2 separate regions of the Mus musculus genome follow, and region 2 is linked to region 1. Evidence: chromatin contacts called from public promoter capture Hi-C data. All regions are on one chromosome and are shown on one strand. The core of a region is the stretch at or near the end of the contact, and the rest is flanking DNA. Distances in the headings are between cores, read along the strand shown.

Region 1 (6,095 bases), core at 242-2,741:
AGTTTCTGCCACTGGAGCCCCCTCTTTAGCCTTGGTTTCACTTTTCACTCTGAGGCAAGGTCTCAATAAATTGCCCATGCTGGCCTTGAACTCACTCTGCTGCCCGTGGGTACCCTGCACTTGATTTCCCCACCCCGGTCGCCACATTGGCCACACCACTAGGCCTGGTTTTCCCACTGTGTTCATTCTTTATGATTTATGTTTCAGGCCTTTGCTTGTTCTCTAGATAGCTTTTAAAGATGGGGCTTGCTCTGCCTAGGCTGCACAGCCTCCTTAGTAGCTGGGGCTGCAGGTGTGCATTTATCTGAGCTAAGGCAGTGTAACATTCTCAAGTTCTCAGGTCAGAGTCTTGCATGATATCCATGCAAGAGAGAGGCCCAGCTTAGCCCGGCTCAGTCCAGCCCATTCACAGCCCCAGTAAATGGACCATTGCTCCAGTTTCTGCCTCTGTTGTATCACATTGCCCACCCCCATCCCCTTTTCCTTTACCGTCCAGATTCTGTCTGCTTCCTTGTTTTCTTTTGTGTAAAACCCCAGGGTATTCCACACACAACATCAGCTCCACAATAAACCCACGGGTCTCCAGGACCAGGGGCTCCTTTCTGTAGCCATATCGATCCCCCCTGGATGAGTTACTTTAGAGGGCTCTCATTTTTTCTTGGGTACCTACTACGTGTCAGGTTTTGTTAAATCTTTGACCATTGTCTTTTTATTGCAAAATAACCCTGAGAAATGGCATTTATTTATTTATTTATTTATTTATTTATTTATTTATTTTTACTGCTGTTGCTCGCCTGCTTTTTCAGATTATCAGTCATTAAAGGAGGAGGGTGACTCCTGAGTTTGGCAGACCTGCAATAACAAAAGCTACTACTCAGTATAGGAGTCCAAGAAGTTTCTTACAGTTGGTTCTCTGAACAAGGTGAAGTAGGCTCTGTGTTTGTTAGGGGCAGCTTCTGGCTGGGCTAGGAGCTGGCTAGCCGGCTAGCTGGCTAGCTCTCTGAGATTTTTTTTTTTTTTTTTAAATAAAGATCCGGATGCAATTCTATTCTTATGACTTAATCACTGTGGAGGCCAGTACTCTTAATACTTAGGATTTTAACATATGCATTTGGAGCATAAACATCCAGGTGACATGAGGCATCAAGGGAAGGGAAGAAAGGCAGAGACAGGTGTTGGGATTCAAGTGACTGACCGTACAAAGGTCAAATGTAGACATCTAACAAGGAGCCTCATGCCCAGCTGCTAGAATTGGAGCCAGTCAGTTTTCACAGCCAGTTAGCCCCAGGCTCTTGGCTTATCCGTTCTGGTGACTTAGAAGAGGCAACCACAGGGTTACGTTTTGTCTCGAACAACTTAGAGAAGGAAGCAGCAAGTGTGTATGTGTGTCTGTGGGTGCGCGTCTGTGTGTGTATGTGTGTGTATGCGCGCGCGCACGCGTGTCTGTGCTTGGAGAGAGTATATATGTTTCTGATTTTAAGCTCCCGGCTCTCTGACATCAGAGTGGGTTCCCATATCAGGGTGGTGAGGCATTGAGAGAAGCATCCTGGGCGGGTGTGTGCGTGTCGGCGTGCCTTGCGTGGAACAGAGATTGCTGCACCCAGCGCCAGGCACTGGAGGAGGAGGAATCCGTAGCAGAGATCTGAATAATTGATTCTTCAGCAGCACCAGACGCCCGGGAGCGGGCGGAGAGCGTGGTTTCAGCACCAAGGTTGCGCGCCACCGCAAGCTCCCCCCGTCACCAGCCAGACACCTAGGTCGGCCTTGTTCCGCTGCCGCCGTGCGCTCCAGAAGAGGGTGGCCGCGCTCCGCGTCGCCGCCTAGGGACTGCGGGGTCTGCCTTGGCCCGCCTCCGGGGTGGGCGGCTGCAGGCGGACCAGAGCTCCAAACAACGTCGGATTGCGCGGGGGTTGCTGCGTTGCGTCTCGCTGGCTGAGAACAAGTCCTAAGTTGCTGTGGTGGGCGCCTCTGCTTTCCTCTATCCTCCTAGGCGACCGCAGCAGAAGCGTGCCCTAGGATCCTGGCTTCTCCAGTGTTGTGAACCGCGGTGGCCAGGCTCTTTCCTGGGCTCCCGCTGACCAAGTGAGGAACCGAACGCCCAGCTCGGAGCTGGCCCTTCAGCGAAAGGGCCAGGAGGGAGCTGCGGTCCTCTGCCTGCGCCCTTCTCCGCCAGGGACCGCGGGGATCCCCGGCCACACGCGCGCGCGCGCTCCCACACTCACTCACACACACACACTCACACACTCACGCACGCCAAGCAGGAGCAGGACTGCGGAGAGGGTGTCCAGGCGCGCTCAGAGGACCTGGCAGCCGCTGTCCGGAGTGGAGCATAAAGCTGAGCCAGGGCTCTAGGAGAGAGGCTCCTGGGGTGCTGTGCCTGAGCATGGGGCCGGATGAGCTCTGAGAGTCGCGGCGGCAGCAATCAGCCCTGGAGATGACCAGGGGTGGCCACTGCTGAGAACTATGTGGAGAGAGGCTGCGGTGAGTGCTGGCGCGGGACGCCGAGCCTGGGAGGGCCCTGTGAGAAGCTGGTGGGGGGAAGGTATGGATAGGAGGGGGCGGCAGGACGCACAAGAGGGTCGCTACGTGGGAGTGATCACACCTCCCTCGGGGATCCGGGACCGCGGGAGCCCGCGTCCTTCCCTCCCCCTCTTCTCCTCCCGGCTCATAGCAAACTCAGCCAGCGCCCCCTCCTTTCCTGCCCCCCACCCCCCACCCCAGGCTCAGCAGCTCCTGGTCGCACAACTCCCAGTAGCCGGGCGCCGAGGTGGTGGTAGGGGGTGAGGGTGGAGGTTCCCACTAAGCTTCTCGTGGGTGGCCAACCTGGGGCTTCCACTCTCCGGTGCGTCCCTGAAAGGAGCTCTGGTTATCAGCCACAGGAAGTGAAGACCCGCACCGAGGGTGTCATAGGCACCAAGCTCCAGCTCCCTCTCTGGTCGAGCCCCCAGGGTGCATAAGGGGGCTGTGAGCACTGCAGACTGCATCCCTCCCCCCACCTTCCCTTAGCACTGGTGGGCTGACCCTGCCTCTCCATCTCTCCTCCGCCCCGGTTAGAGCCCTGCTGCAGAGCCTCCGGCTGGGATAGCCGCCCCCCGTGGGGGTGATGCGGACAGCGCGGGACAGCCAGGGGAGCACGCAGGGGCCGCAGCATGCGGGAACCCGCTAAACCTGGTGGCTGCTGAGGCGGCCGAGATGCTCGTGCGCGCAGCACGCCCCATTGCATCCTCCACCTTCTCCGGCTACAGGTACGTCCTAGTTGGTGATACGGACTTCCCGGGCCTGGGAGGATATAGGCTCAACCGGTGAAGAGAGAGGAGAGGGTTCAGTAGGGAGATGGGGGGAAAAGAGCGAGGGAGAGAAAACTGGAGAGGGAGAGCCCAATGGCGAGGCGTTGGAGGAGCACCAGGTGGCGCTGCGGCCCTGCACTCCACCTTGCTCACCCTAAAAAGCCAAGGCTGGAGTTTGCCCCAACTTCCCCCGGGGTGCAACAACACCCGAGCCGAAGGGCGCGCGCTTGTACACGCGTGCACGACCGTACAGGCATTTTCAGGCAAGCACTGTTGTGCACCTGGCACAGTGCTTGTGTGCACACCGTCTGAGGACGTTTGAAGGCTCCAGCTGGCCGTGGGCATCTCTAAGGCGGCCTGGGGATATGCGCAGAAAAGCGCGCGTGTCTGTTAGCGTGTGCAGCCCACTGCCCACGTGCATCTAAGATTTGGCTCCAGGGTCTGCAGTGGAAAGACTGAGGAGGGGATGCACACTCCTCATCTATCTGAGAGCTTTTTGGGAGCCTACCCCCACCCCCGCACGTTCTTTGCCAGCTCCCACGCGCTGGCCCACTTGCGGGGTGTTAGGGTGGGGGTGGAAGGCAGAGCTCCTACTCTCCAGAATTCAGCATTTCACACGGCATGAGATTGTATGTTGCTTGTGCGTACCCGTGTGTAGGGGGCGGGTCCAGGGAGGCTTGACATAGAGCTTCTCCCAGCAAGGTAGTGGTGGGGAGTCCGGCCTCAAGTTCCCCTGTGCACCTGAGAGCCCGGGGTCACAAAGAGCACCTACACTTTCAAGCGCTTGTTGTAACCCTCGCATGGGGGGGGGGTGCGGGATCTGCAGCTGGTGGGTGCCACTAAAGGAGCAAGGTCTGTGGCGCACTGGGCGAGCTCCGTGGCGCACTGGGCGAGCTCCCAGGGGGTGGGGTCAGTTAACCCTGTAGGCTCGCCACAGACTCAGGCTGCAGTATGCAGGCACCGCCTCTCACGCTAGGGCTAGTCCGGAGTTCGCTGCTCCTGAGCAGGGGGCGGGGTCGATAACTTGGTCCACGCACTTGCGGAGAGAGAGGGTTGCAAAGAGGGCTTGGCCTGGGCTTCTGATTGTGGGTGGTAGTGGGGTTCATGGCTCTCTGGGAGCCTAGGAGCTGTTGTCTGCGTCAAATTTGGGGAATCTTGTGTGGAATTTGGACCCAGATGGGATTGAGGGAGTCAGCTGGAGACAAGAGAGAAGGAAGGAGGATGCCAGGATGGGCTTGGGGACAGGGATGGCAAAATAGCTCGGCTTGGACTGATACGTGGAGATGGACATGGGTCGAAGAATGTGGATGGCATCAAGGATGAGTATTCTAAAGAGTGACAAAAACAGTCAGAGCTGGTGTCGGGTTTCACATTCGACTCTCAGAGCGGGTGCAGGGGCAGTCTATCCTGTTTCCTGGGCCCCTCACTGACCACCACCTGCCTCTCGCTCTCCTCCACCTTACAGGGACCCTAAGTGGCGACCATGGGCAGACTGGGCTACTGGACCTTGCTGGTATTGCCGGCCCTTCTGGTCTGGCACGGTCCGGCGCAGAACGCGGCGGCGGAGAAGGGTACTCCAGCGCTGAACATTGCGGTGCTGCTGGGTCACAGCCACGACGTGACAGAACGCGAACTTCGAAATCTGTGGGGCCCGGAGCAGGCAACCGGCTTGCCCCTGGATGTGAACGTGGTGGCGTTATTGATGAACCGCACTGACCCTAAGAGCCTCATCACGCATGTGTGCGACCTCATGTCCGGGGCGCGCATCCATGGCTTGGTGTTTGGAGATGATACGGACCAAGAGGCTGTGGCTCAGATGCTGGATTTTATCTCCTCACAGACTTTCATCCCCATCTTGGGCATTCATGGGGGTGCATCTATGATCATGGCTGACAAGGTAAGGCCAGGAGGAGATGGACTGCCAGGGTCCTGGAGGGGTTGTTCTACAAATGGCAGCCACCTCGCGGGGGTGGGGTGGGGTACATCTCCTATTCAGTTGTACACATATACTCAATTCGAAAGCAGGTTAAGTGGCCTCTGACCTTTGTGAGAATTGCTCGGTGTCTGTCTGACCCAGACATGATGGAAACCCTTTGCTTTTGGTTTTGAAGATGGGGTACTCAGATGCTCCTTGGTGTTCCAGGATGAGGACAGAAAACACAACAGTAGGCCAGTGGGTGGTGATGGAATGTTTGGATGTTTTCAAGGAGCTCAAAGACAAGTGTGGGAACACTCGGGTCAATATGGCCCCATTCCTACAGTGCCAGGTTTACCAGAATCTCCACTTTTCTCTCTTCGGTAAAGTGATTAAACCTGCTACTACTTAAACAAACAAAACCTAAAGATGGGTATTGAGGTTTTTAGAAAAAAAAAAAAACGCGAAAGCGGACAGATTTGTGCTAGCCTAGACTTAAGGAGTGGAGGTGGGAGACCAAGAGCCCTAGGGCTAGAGGCATGTGGGCGAAACTCTGCTCTAGGGAGAGGAATGTGTGCAGAGAAGTAACTCCAGGCCCAGGATGTTGGAGAGCCTGGAGGTTCCCTTCTGTAGCTCTTACGTGGGCTGACGAAGTCACTACAGGGCTTCCGAAGATTTTCAAATGGAAAGTTTTGGAAGATGGATCTTAGTATGGAAGTTGACTTTCAGAGATGAGAGAAAATGTGTCTGACTTTCTTGGCTTTCTTTGGGGCACTGGCTTGGAGAAGAGGTTTGCCGGCTGAATAGGATGTTAGGAGAACTTGCTAGGAATGATGCTGAAGGCCAGAGATGGAAGGAAGCTGTGAGGGAGAAACGAGAGAGAGAGAGAGAGA
Region 2 (6,560 bases), core at 3,671-6,170, 84 kb before region 1:
CCTGAATGTCGAGCCTGCCAGTTTCTTGATAAATTTAACTCAGGTGGGAAGACCTTCTCTAAAAGTGAGTGGCACCTTCAGTGACAGCCTAAATAAAAGAAGGGCCAGGAAAGAAAAGCTTTTGCCTTTTGCCTTCCTGTTGTGCATGCAAATTCATCTACTCTGCTGCTGCTGCCGCTGCTCTGGATGTGCCACAGTCATCCTGTGATGCCACCAGAACCAGCTTCCAACATGGGCCGAGGCCTGGGGACTCCAGGAGTCCTTGAGGCCTACAGCACTGGTCTGGCAGTGCTGAGGTATCTAGCCTGAGGGACTCAGCAGCCACCAGGTTCTTGGCTACTCCAACCAAGACAGCCACTGTTGGGTTGTCCAGACACTATTGTGTAAGTCAGTCTGATATCTCCCCTTTTAATATACACTCATTCTCTTTCTCTAGAGAAACCTGACCAACAAAGGCATGTTGACTGTCATGTGCTCCTTCCTAGGAAACATCTAAAAGTCAGGGTGGCTTGCTGCTATGTACGCACCCTGTCAGACTGTTGTGTGTTTCTTGTTGTTGTTGATTGTGGTGGTGGTGGTAGTGGTGGTGGTTTCTGAGACAACACCTTACTGTGAGGACCTGTATTTTTTTTTTATGTACATTGGTATTTTGCCTGCATGTATGTCTGTGTTGGGGTATCAGATTCTAGAGTTACAGACAGTTGTGAGCTACTATGTGGATGCTGGGATTTAAATATTGTAACACAGTATTTGAAGTGCTGTGGACCCTGGGCAGGGCTTTTAATGAACCTATTGAGAAGCTGGTACTTCCTGGGGCATAATGAGTGAACATACACATACACACATAGATGCATATACACATGCACACATACATATACACATAGACATACACATGCATAATAAATGCACACACATACATACATTTACACATAAACATAAACACACATATAATACATAAATAGATGCATGTATACACATACATACATAGATGTATATACACATACATATATACAGACACGTACACATATACATGCATACACACATATACATACATACATACATACATACATACATACATACATACATAGACACACAACCCCCAATCCCTGCTGCATATTTGTGTGTTCTGCACAAAACACATTAAGTAATTGCTGAGAGCTGATGGCCAAGCAGAGTGGAAAGAGAACATTAATAACAGAGCAGAGAAAGTGCAGAAAAGAACAAACTGTAGACTGGGGGCCCCTCTCAGGCTGCCAGAACACTTAGACTTGGCTCAGCAGATGCCCCTCGGAGACCACTGGAGAGAGATTCAGGGACGGTGTAGGAGGAGACAGAGTCATGGCCAGCAAAGGCCAACCCAGCAACCCAGCAACGTTTCACATTGCCAAGTAATGACAGACAAATCTTGCACTGGAAATCCTACACTGATACCGGCAATAAACTCTATCCTGGAGGTAGCTATCTCCTTCCCAAGAGGTCCTAAAGTCTGTCTGGTTATTCAGTGTTCTCCAGAAGTTTACTGCCCAGTTTCTGAGAGAGAGAGAGAGAGAGAGAGAGAGAGAGAGAGAGAGAGAGAGAGAGAGAGAAAGAGCAGTGTACCCCATGCTCCTCAGTTTGATCTTACTGTAATGAGTATCCAAGGGAACAACTTACCAAGATAAAAAGCTAACTGTGGCTCACACAAGTGATCACCATTGAGGCATCATAGCATGTCAGGGTGGGAGTCTGTGGTTGGGGGGGGGGCATTTGTTTCATTTTAGTAGAAAGCAAAGAAGAGGAGGGTTGGGGTCTCAGTGACCTTTCAAGAGCATGCCCCCAGGACCTCTTTCTTCCAAAGGCCCACCTCTTTTTTATTAAGAGGTCCCACGACCTGTCTTTTATAAGTTATTTTTATTTTATGTGTATGGATGCTTTGCCTGCATATACGTCTATGTACCATGCGTGTACCTGGTGCTTGAGTAGGCTGGAAGAGGATCCCCTGGAAATGGAGTTTCAGAGAGTTGTAAGCTGCCAAGTAAGTGCTAGGAATTGAACCCAGGCTCTCTGGAACCAGTGCTCTCAACCAGTGAGCTATCACTACAACCCCTCTACTGCCTCTTCTTTTTCCCTTTAGTCTTCTCTGATACAATACATCCCAACTGTAGCCTCCCCTCCTGCTAGTGCCCCTCCCCACCCCAGAGCCACTGCTCCTCCATTTTCCTTCAGAAAAGAGCAGGCCTCCCAGGGATAGCAACAGAACATGCACAACAAGATGCAGCAAGATTAGGCATAAACCCTTATTATCAAGTCTGGACAAGGCAACTCAGTCAGAGGTAAAAGGTCTGTCCCATTACAGACAAAGAGCTGGAGACTCCCCACCTCCACAAAAAACCCAAGCTAAACAACCATAGCAATGCACGCAGAGGTCCTAGTGCTCCTTGATTGCTACTTCAGTCTCTGTGAGCCCCTATGAACACTGTGTAGCTGATTCTGTGAGGTCTGCTGGTGTCCTCAAGCCCCCTGGTTTCTACAGCCCTTCATCCCCCTCTTTGCTGGGTTTCCTGAGCTCCACCTAATGTCTGGCTGTGGGTCTCTGCACCTGCTCCCAACAGCTGCTGGAGGAAGCCTCTATGATGACGACGGAGCTAGGCACTGATCCTATGAGTATAGCAGAATATCCCCTCCACCACCTCTTAATAATGCCAGCGCAGGGCTTGTGAGCCTTTGAGAGACATGTGCACAGTGTATATTATTATGCTAGTACCGTAATAACACATGGCAGATGATCAAAAATATTTATTAGATGAAAAGCCTGAAATATTGTCACTATTAGTTCACTTTCATTGTCTGTCTGTCTGTCTGCTCTGTGTGCGTGTGCGTGCACACACATGTTATGTCCACACACATAGGACTGTGTGTGCATATTGAGGCTGAAGAACAACCTGGGGTATCATTCCTGGGGTGTTTGTTTTTGAAACAGCATCTCTCAGTGGCCTGAACTCATCAGATAGACTTGACTGCTCTGGCCACTGAGCCCTAGAGATCCATCTTTTTCTGCCTGTCTCTGCCTCCCAGATGCTGAGACTATAAGCAAGAGCTTCCACATCTGACTTCCGGTGGTGAAACTCATGGATGCAATGCAAGCAGTTTCCGACAGAGGTGTCTTCCTAGCCACTGGGTTCAATCTCCAGCTGTGCAAACTGGCTGTATGGAATTCAGGAGGAGGAGACTAATAGGGTCAAAAGCTTAAGGTCAGCCTTAGCTACACAGTGAGATTGAGGCCAGCATGGTGTGCTTAAGACTGTCTGAAAAATAAAATAAAATAAAATAAAATAAAATAAAATAAAATAAAATAAAATCAAGCTGGGAAAAGTTCTCTTTGCCCGGGGGAGTCATTGTGGGCCATGCCTGCCATCCGATGTCAGAGGCAGCGGGGCTGAGGAGAGGCAAGGCTGTGTGCTACTGCCTGCTACACCTGAGGGACTCTCTTCAGAGATCTCTGCTCAGGTGAAACTGAGATCCCTGACTTTGCCACAGAAAAGCGTTTCAGGATGAGCTGGTGTGAAGCAGAGCCGGAATTTATCAGGAAGAGTTTTGAGTACAGGTTGAAGCAAGAAGCTCGTCAGAGCAGCGCAGGGGAAAGAGTCCAGGAAGTTGGGCGTGGGTGCGCGCTTCTCCAGAGTCTTCACAGCATACGGGCGCTTTAGTGGCTCCAGAGGCTTTGCTTGATAAACTGGAGCCTAGCGTGGTCCAGAGGAGCTTGCAGACGGTTATGTGGCTCAGGAGGTCACTGGGGCTTTGGCTGTAAGTGGGGCTTCTTGTGAGATTCCTAGAAAGTTTCAGGTTTACAGCATTCCTAGAAAGTTTCAGGTTTACAGCTGGGAAAGGACAAAGCTATGTGTGGTCCTGTACACTCAGGCCGTTGAGCGTAGACCATTGCTATTTTAACATTGTATCTGAACAACTCAGGTAAAAGAAATACTGTTCCTATAAAGGGACCATCTGCTGCCAATGGTAGTTATGTTTGCATTCATTATTCTCAGGTGGCAAAAAGCTTCAAAGCTTCAACCAGATGCCAGGACGAGGAACTTTTTTCTCTCCCTACACTACCCCCTCTCCCAGTTTTCTTTGTCTCTCTAGCTGGCTTCATTAAGATGCGCGGAAGTTCAAGGTCATCTTCAGCTACATTAACAAACTCAAGAGCAGTCTGGGCTTCATAAAACTCTATCTTTAAAAGGTAGAAAACAGTTCTCGGGTCATTAGGATGGCTTATGAGTAAGGAAGTTTGCTGCCAAGCTTGATAACTTCGGTTCGAGTCCCAGGATGCAAACAGTGCAAGAGAGCTGTGATTCAGGCAAGGCGTCTTCCGACCTCTACGTCTGTGTGATAAATCACAAAGGTCTCCCTGCCTCCAATAAATGTAACTTAAAAAAAGTTCTCTATCACTTTCAAAAAATTTCAAGTAGGTTTCATGGGGCATGTGTGTGTGATATTTCCTTCAAAAACTTTCTTGGCACAGAGAGTTGCCTTGTCAAGTTTAACTTGTGAAACACTAAACTGAACCTACAAACAGAATTGAAAAGCATATGTAAGACACAAACTTGCATCCTGTTATAGAAGAGCCGGGTCTGTCAGATGGAGCTGCCTAATTGCTCAGAGTTAGTTTTGGATTGATCAACGAATTCCCAATGATGGGTGTGAGTCATCACCTCCTGGAGCAGTCAGTTTGGGGCTTGAATCTTCCCGTTTTTATCCTCTAATTACATAGACTGAAACAAATATCTCCATGGTGCCTTCTCCATTCCCAAACACTTTAGGTAGGCCAGGTAGATTCTACTGAACGCGTTTTAGATGCGGAGCCCCTGGTGACTTGATGCTGGCTTTCAGAGTCTGGTGGAAACATTCCCTTCCAGCTTTACTTTGGTTGAGAGGCAGTGAGTCACGGCTTTTATAACTTTTCTTCCCATAAGCCATCTGGAAAGAACAAAATGTAATATACAGGAGAGGGCGGGGATTACCATATTTTTTATAATGATTGTTCAAATGCAATTCTCAAAATGTTATGAAGCATACTTTTATACAAAGGCACCATAATTGTGCCAGAATTCCATTTGACTTATTAATGAGGGAAGCAGGAAGATGCAGAAAGCTGGTCCAAAGGAATATACAAAAGACTGGGCAATCTGGGGGTGTGCCTGAGGCTTTCAGAGACTGCAAAGCCTGTGACCCTACACTGAGGAGTGGCCAAGCAGGTGTGGGATGTCCCCAGCCTGAACCAGAGAGGAATGAGGGAGGCTCGTGAATGAAGAAGTCAGCCATACGTACTTGGTGTTCAAAGCCCAGGGAGTGGCACTATTTGGAGGTGTGGCCTTGTTAGAATAGGTGTGTTACTGTGGGCATGAGCTTTAAGACCCTCATTGTACCTGCCTGGAAGTCAGTCTTCCATTAGCAGCCTTCAGGTAAAGATGTAGAACTCTCTCATCTCTTCCTGCACCCTGCCTGCCTGGATGCTGCCATGCTCCTGCTTTAATGATAGTGTACTGAACCTCTGAACCTGTAAGCCAGTCCCAATTAAATGTTGTCCTTAAGACTTGACTTCATCAAATGGTGTCTGTTCACAGCAGTAAAACCATAACTAAGACAACCTATTAGTAGTAACTTTTGAGAAGTCTTTCTTAGTTTGAAGAAATGTGGATTCTGAGCACCAAACATGGATTCTAATGCTTGTGTGGCAAGCATGTTACCAGCCATTGCCTCAAGACCACTTTCTAATGATTTTGATTGACCTCTCATCTCATTAGATGACTCTGCCCCTAGACACTATGGAATTGGACCCCTTGCCTTGAATACGTTTGATCTCAAGCAATTTATACTCGGAGCTCTACGGAGGGGTGATGCCCTATGAGATTGTGAGTGCAGCTACAGGAGGTTGGGTGATCCTGGTCCCTATGAGGAAATGCATCTTTGGGACAATGTTGTCTTCTCAGCTCATCAATAGATCTCCAGTTCCCTAAATAACAAGTGACCTGCAGGAGCTGTGCTAGTCAGGCTTCTTGATCCTGTGATGCGATATCCAGGGGGGGGCAGCTTAAAGGAGGAAGGTTTTATTTTTCCTTAAGACAACTTAAGGAAGAATGAGTTTGGCTGGGCTTACAGTTTCAGAGGGAGAATCCATATGGCAGAGCAAGGTGAATATTGCAGCAGGTGTCAGGGCAGGAGGCTGAGAGGCCCCATTTACTCAGAGCACAGAACAGAGAGCAAACCATAAACACTCAAGGCCAACCCCAGTGACATACTTCCTCCAGCAAGGCAGCATGCTGCAAAGGTTCCAATTAAATGTTGTGTCTGAGTGTCCAAAACCTGAACAAATGGGGGTTTCTCATTCAAACCACCACAGTGTGTGAATGGTTTGAATATTCTTGGCCCAGGGAGTAGCACTATTAGGAAGTATGGCCTTGTTGGAATAGGTATGACCTTGTTGGGGGAAGAATGTCACTGTGGGGGATGGGCCTTGAAAGCTTCTTAGCCACATGGAAGCCAGTCTTCTGTTTGCCTTTGGAACAAGATATATAACTCGCAGC

Evidence for each region. Promoter capture Hi-C pulls out the DNA fragments that hold promoters and counts their contacts.
Region 2: a promoter capture Hi-C map of hippocampal neurons shows a contact between it and region 1, with 4 times the contacts expected there. The contact joins the enhancer-like site here to the promoter of Grin2a in region 1. A contact is called at or near these places in 2 of 39 promoter capture datasets (hippocampal neurons and stem cell-derived epiblast-like cells), 5 of 484 Hi-C or Micro-C datasets (cortical neurons, embryonic stem cells, forebrain and 1 more) and 1 of 115 datasets of contacts at active chromatin or transcription factors (neural progenitor cells).

The regions. Positions count from the first base shown.
Region 1 is chr16:9,991,209-9,997,303 of GRCm38.p6, reverse strand. It overlaps Grin2a (glutamate receptor, ionotropic, NMDA2A (epsilon 1)), which reads left to right and starts at 1,491. Exons shown (of 14, transcript NM_008170.4): 1 at 1,491-2,481; 2 at 3,055-3,245; 3 at 4,753-5,184. The coding sequence starts at 4,771. It overlaps Gm30668 (a long non-coding RNA gene), which reads left to right. Exons shown (of 3, transcript XR_384651.2): 3 at 1-95.
Region 2 is chr16:10,078,546-10,085,105 of GRCm38.p6, reverse strand. No RefSeq gene overlaps it. Among named protein-coding and RNA genes, the nearest start is that of Gm30668, 76 kb to the right of the region's middle. Within about 2 kb of position 4,920, at least 4 of the 459 cell types and tissues checked have an H3K27ac peak or open chromatin away from gene starts, as enhancers often do. A contact at or near this core is called in hippocampal neurons, where this site is marked.